Regions from separate parts of the Sus scrofa genome. Here region 2 is linked to region 1. A link is a contact called in public HiChIP or PLAC-seq data. All regions are on one chromosome and are shown on one strand. The core of a region is the stretch at or near the end of the contact, and the rest is flanking DNA. Distances in the headings are between cores, read along the strand shown.

Region 1 (2,738 bases), core at 75-2,574:
ACTGCCTCTCAACTCTAACCTTTTAAAGGCCCACCACGTTTTGCCCTCCAATTCATCCACTAAAATGTGCACGCTCTCCCCGCCCCCTCTCTTCAAGGCCCCAACCACAGACTGCAGTGCAGGCCGCCCAGGGGCCACCTCTTCCTCTTGGCGCCCGCAGCGCAGAGCGCAGGTCAAAAGGGGAAGCAGCAACCATGAATCTCCTAGGAGAAGGTATCTAGGGGAAGAAGTCTAGGCTTTCCTTACTCTGGACACCAAGAGCTGGCTAATAAACAAAGCACCTGAAGCATCAAGAAAAGAGGCCAGAGGAGTTCCCGTTCTGGCTCAGGGGTTAGCGAATCCGACTAGGAACCATGAGGTTGCAGGTTCCATCCCTGGCCCTGCTCAGTGCGTTAAGGATCCCGCGTTGCCGTGAGTTATGGTGTAGGTCGCAGACGCGACTGGGATCCTGCGTTGCTGTGGCTGTGGCGTAAGCCGGCGATTACAGTTCCGATTGGACCCCTAGCCTGGGAACCTCCATATGCCACGGATGCGGCCCTAGAAAAGACAAAAAAAAAAAAAAAAAAAAAAAAAGAAAGAAAAAGAAAAGAAAAGAGGCCAGAAATGAACCGGCCCAAAGCTCCGGGAGGGGATGCGGGTGCCGCAGTCGGATACAGCCTGGAGGGCAGGGTCAAACCCACAGATCACCCTTTACCCTCATTCCGGAAAAGCCGGGCACTTTTACATTCCCGAGGTAGTGGCCGCCTACGACCCGCCAGACCTCACGGGTCATCTGGTCCCTTCCCCCCAACCCCCAGCTCCTCCAGCACGTGTCGGGGCTCTAGCCAGCAGGCATCGGGGAGTGATGCGGCGCCATGAGCCCATCAAGGACACGTAGGAACCGGGATTTAGCTGCAAAAGCAACAAGTCTGTCCCCCGGGAGAGCTCAGGCTGGCGGCGAGCCCAGATGCACAGCGGACAAAGCCCGGGGCTTGGTTGCAGCGCCCCCGCACCGCTCCGCACTCCAGCCGGCTGCCCCCACCCGAATCCGGATGCTCAGGGAGAAAGGCCCGGGAGCGCAGATGCCCTTCCTGGTCCTTCCCTGTCCTTGCTATACAAGGATTCCCCTCCACATCCCACCTGGTTTGCCCGAGAGCCGGGATTCAGGATTCCGAGTGGAAACCTACCAGAGGAGTGAAAGTTCTTGAGACGGCTGTAAGGGTCGCCCGAAGGAGACAAAGTCGGCAGCGTGCGTCTGCTCTGGCGCAGGATCTGCAAGGAAGGAGGAGGAAGCGGGGCCCGCCCCTCATCAGCCTCCGAGCTTTCTCTATTGTGATTGGAAACCCGAGCACCGCCCACCCCTCCCCTCCGCTCGCTCAATCCGGTTCAAGGACGTGGGCTCAAGCGTGCCCAGCCCTCCCTCCGACCGGTTGAGGAGGTCACCTTCTGGCGGCTAAGGCGGCCTCGCTCTCAGCTAGCTTCTGGGCGGAGAGGCTTTTCCACACAGAGGCTGCCTTATTTCTAAAACCTGGCCATCTTAAACTCTTCTGGACGCTTCTCCTCTTGTTCGGATAAATTTAGTCAGAATAGAAGTACATTTCTGTTTTGCGTTCCAGGTCAATTTTAGAGGACCACTGTTCTGAGCAAAGATGCTGGTGGTGTGTTCCCCTGGAAGAGTGCTGCTGATTCTGGATTTTTTTTTTTTAATAAAACTTAATTTTCTTTTCTCATCATTTCGATATAAAGTTCATTCGGTGCAATAATGACTAGTGGGTTTTTCCCACCTTATTCAGTTCAGCAAAAATGCAACCGTTAACCTGCTAGTTGCCTGTGAAACTAGTGAGGCCGAGTGCCTGATTTCTGAAGTTCTCTACCAATCTGTATGATCTCCAGGGCAGATAATGGGGCCACCAGAAAGATGGAGTTTCTCTGTTGGTTTCTGAGTTACTCCAAAGCTGCATGTTGCCAATTTATCTGTGTTTCCAACATTCAGCCCAGTGCCTGGTACCTCAATGAATGAATGAATGAATGATGAATGATGAAGCAGTTGAAGGCATCCTATTGTGCCTTCAGTAGTGTGTGTTTAATAAAATGCTTTCAGGTATAGCAATCTCACAAACTCCCTGTATTTGAAAGGAATTTTTTTGCTAGTGTTTTTTTGTAGTTATTTATTTTTGTTAAATGGCCGTTAATCTTATGCTTTAATTTAATCTCAGTGCCAAGCATGGGAGGTTCAAAATGAATATATATAGCAGTGTGTTGTTGAGGTGTTCCCAGTCCAAGGAGACAGACAAGTAGGTACATTCCTTCAATTGTGATAAAAAGTGATAATAGATATTTGGCTAAAATATGATAAAAATTCAAAGAGCCCTAAGAAAGGGTGTGTCTAGAGGAATTGATAAACCTCAAACTCCAGGATTACAGAGTCCAGTTAGTGGGAACATTGATGACTCTAAAGGAAAGTCTAGTTACAAATTGAAACATGATCAGGGAGAAGAAGAATTTGATGGATAACCTCAAAAGTATTATTATGTTTATCCTGAATCCAAGTTTGAAGCAAGACCAGCAAGTCACTCTAGAAAGAAATCCAGAAGCCACCCTAGACTTTACTTACCTGCTTTCCAAAAAAGTTGACCTATATCCCCTGTCGACTTTTAAATATCTCCCCAATTTGCCCCTTTCTTACCATCCCTGCTACTCTGTCTTTGGGAGGAAGGAGGGACAGTAAAAAAAATAATAAGAGAGGAGTTCCCGTCGTG
Region 2 (2,738 bases), core at 118-2,617, 210 kb before region 1:
GGGGGGAGAGGAATCAGACCCACATCAGATTAAAAAAAAGTGTTTTAACTCTGAATTCAGGGGATGACAAGGGACTATTGGAACACAGAGAGGATACCTGCCTCAGTCTTAAAGAAATTAGATAAAGCTTCTTAAGGGAGGTCATGGATGGTTGAACCAAAGGTCAGCGGGGAATTAGCTAGGGAAAACCCATTGGGAAAGAGTATTAAAGAAAGAGTTATGTGCAAATGCTCAGAAAAGAAAGAACATACCTATCCTGGAAGCTGCAAGCGTGGTTCTAGCTAAAGCACAGTGAGTTGAATGAGATCCAGTGAAAACAGAGGTAAGAGAAGTAAACAAGACTCGATCTATACAGGTTTAAAGTACATTCTCCTCCTCCTCGAAATGCATTATTTGGTTGCCTAAGCTAGTAACAGGAATTAGAGTTGCTTATTTAACTGCCTACTATTTAACTTATTAAATCAAAGCACAATCATTATTAGGGATATCAGTAAATATCTGTAATTAGATGTGTTAGGTTTTCCTGTTATACAGCCTGGTTATTTCCAGAATTTAAGAATTAAAGGGGGACTGATAATTCCCAGTTTTGGAATGAGCCATTTAGAGAAATAGCACCTTCTTAATATTATAATACAACCCCCAGGGGAAGGATTATATTAGACAGCGAAGGTAATAGAAAATAGTAAAATAATGTAAAATAGTAAATACTGCAATAATTTGAATATCGTAAAAATAATTTTTACAAATTAGATTGGGAATATTTAATTCAGTCTTCACAGATGTTATTTACTGGAAACTGGGGAGGAAATGGTGGTTTATTTTTACAAAGTGGCGAGCAACTCTATATACTGCAGAAATTTATCGTTGAGATCAAAATTGTCAACGGGAACAACTTCTTAGAGAACAATCCATAGTATTGCTTTGCCTTGATTCATGTGTCTATGAATAATTTGCTTCCAAAAGGTAAAATCTTAGATTGCTTGGTTAAGGATAGGGAAGGATGATGTTCCTTCTACCATTGAGTTTTAAGAGTTGAACTATGTTTAACCTCCCGCAGGAACCAACAGTGAGAAGTTCAGAGCAGTTCATTGATTCTAAGAACGCGCTGCCCCGTGAGAACACTGATCTGTCTTAGACAACCTGTTAAGGCTCTTTGAACAACCCATCTACTTTACTTTGGCTTTTGTCATATCAAACCTACGTGGAAAAAAGACATTTAGCAGCGGTGATAATAACGCAAAGCCCTGCAATCAACAAGCCGCCTCTGCGCTTAGGAACCGCAGCCCCAGCAGATAAGCGAAGAGACTAAGTATGAGCTCCCGGGCACCCGTACCTCGGATTCTCAGGAGCGCGAAGGGAATAAGTGTGAGCTCCGAGGCACCCGTACCTCGGACTCTCAGGGGCAAACGACGGAAGTGGTCGCCTGGCGCCGCTCCCTCTCCCGAAATCCAAACTTTTTTGGCTCCACCACTGTTGTCTGCAAACCGCTGGAGGTCCGAGAGCATGGAGGTAGCGCGCTCGCCCCCTACAGCAGGGAAGTTTGTGGTGGTCGGCGGTGGCATCGCGGGCGTTACCTGTGCGGAGCAGGTAAAGCAGGCGCGCAGGCTTCTCCCTTCTCCTCGACCCCGGCGGCGGTGGCGCTCGGGGTTCCCTCCTGCCGCCTTTCCTAGTCCTTTTTCCAGGTAGCTTTCTAGCCGCTTTGTTTTTCTCCCTTCACTCATTCCGGCTCCCAAGTATTGTAGAGTGTGTCGTGGCCGTCAGGTGACATCCTTAGTACCTCTCAAGCTTCGCTTCAGGCGCTGAAAGGAGAGGTGGCGAGCAAGTTATTAGCGGGGAAACTAAAGCAGAGTGAACCCGCTTCTGGTCCTAGTAATAGCGGAGCAGACCGGGGGTTGGGGGGGCTAGGGGGTGGGAGGGGTTATAACTAGGAAGTACTTGGTCGGAAAATTCAGCCCCTTTTCTTAAATTAGCTGATTGAATTCCGCTTCCGCCTAAATTCCAGGTCCGTAGTGCATCATAACTAAGAGATAACTAAGTGATAATCTCTTACGTAAGTTTCCTGTACTTGGCACTCCCAAGATACTATAGATATGTCATCTATAGTAATGTTTTGTAAAACAGCCAGCAAGGGATTAAATACAGCGAGGGAATAAGTTTCTGATTTACAGTGACTAGTCAGACTACATATATACATGTATTCTAATAAAGAATGGGTTATTTCGCTGGTAAAAAGTAAACATAAGTAGTCACTGATGTCATAAGAATTTGAAGTATTTTTCCTCAACTCTTAATCTTGGGATGTGTATTTTTCATTTATTCACCAAGTAAACACCTATAATCCAGTCACTGTACTAATGGCTGATCAGATAAATACAGAGAATGGTACCTCCTTTTTAGAGACCCACAGGGTAGTGGAAGAGACATGTAAATTATTTCCTCAGTGTGTTTGGTATCTTAGGGGTGCCTTTAGAGTTGGTAAGTAGTAAATTAGGGGAGAAGTATCCTTTCTCACAGTAGATGTCCTTTTGTCTTACAGGCATAGCTCATTTTATTGCACTTTGATTTATTATACTTCACGTTGCATTGTTTACAAGTTGGAGGTTTGTGGCAACCCTGTCCAGCAAGCCTTTTAGGTGCCATTTTTCTGACAGCATTTGCTCACTTTGTGACTCCGTCATATTTTGGAAATTCCTACCAGTATTTCAGACTTATAAATCATTCTGTTTGTTATGGTGATC

What was found. HiChIP or PLAC-seq counts read pairs in DNA pulled down with a chosen protein or histone mark.
Region 2: an H3K27ac HiChIP or PLAC-seq map of alveolar macrophages shows a contact between it and region 1. The contact joins the promoter of PYROXD1 here to the promoter of LDHB in region 1. A contact is called at or near these places in 1 of 47 Hi-C or Micro-C datasets (brain) and 1 of 2 datasets of contacts at active chromatin or transcription factors (alveolar macrophages).

The regions. Positions count from the first base shown.
Region 1 is chr5:51,809,518-51,812,255 of Sscrofa11.1, reverse strand. It overlaps LDHB (L-lactate dehydrogenase B chain), which reads right to left and starts at 1,324. Exons shown (of 8, transcript XM_013988347.2): 1 at 1,167-1,324. The coding sequence starts at 1,289.
Region 2 is chr5:52,019,473-52,022,210 of Sscrofa11.1, reverse strand. It overlaps PYROXD1 (pyridine nucleotide-disulfide oxidoreductase domain-containing protein 1), which reads left to right and starts at 1,367. Exons shown (of 12, transcript XM_021092253.1): 1 at 1,367-1,587. The coding sequence starts at 1,504. It also overlaps a transcript of SLCO1A2 not described here.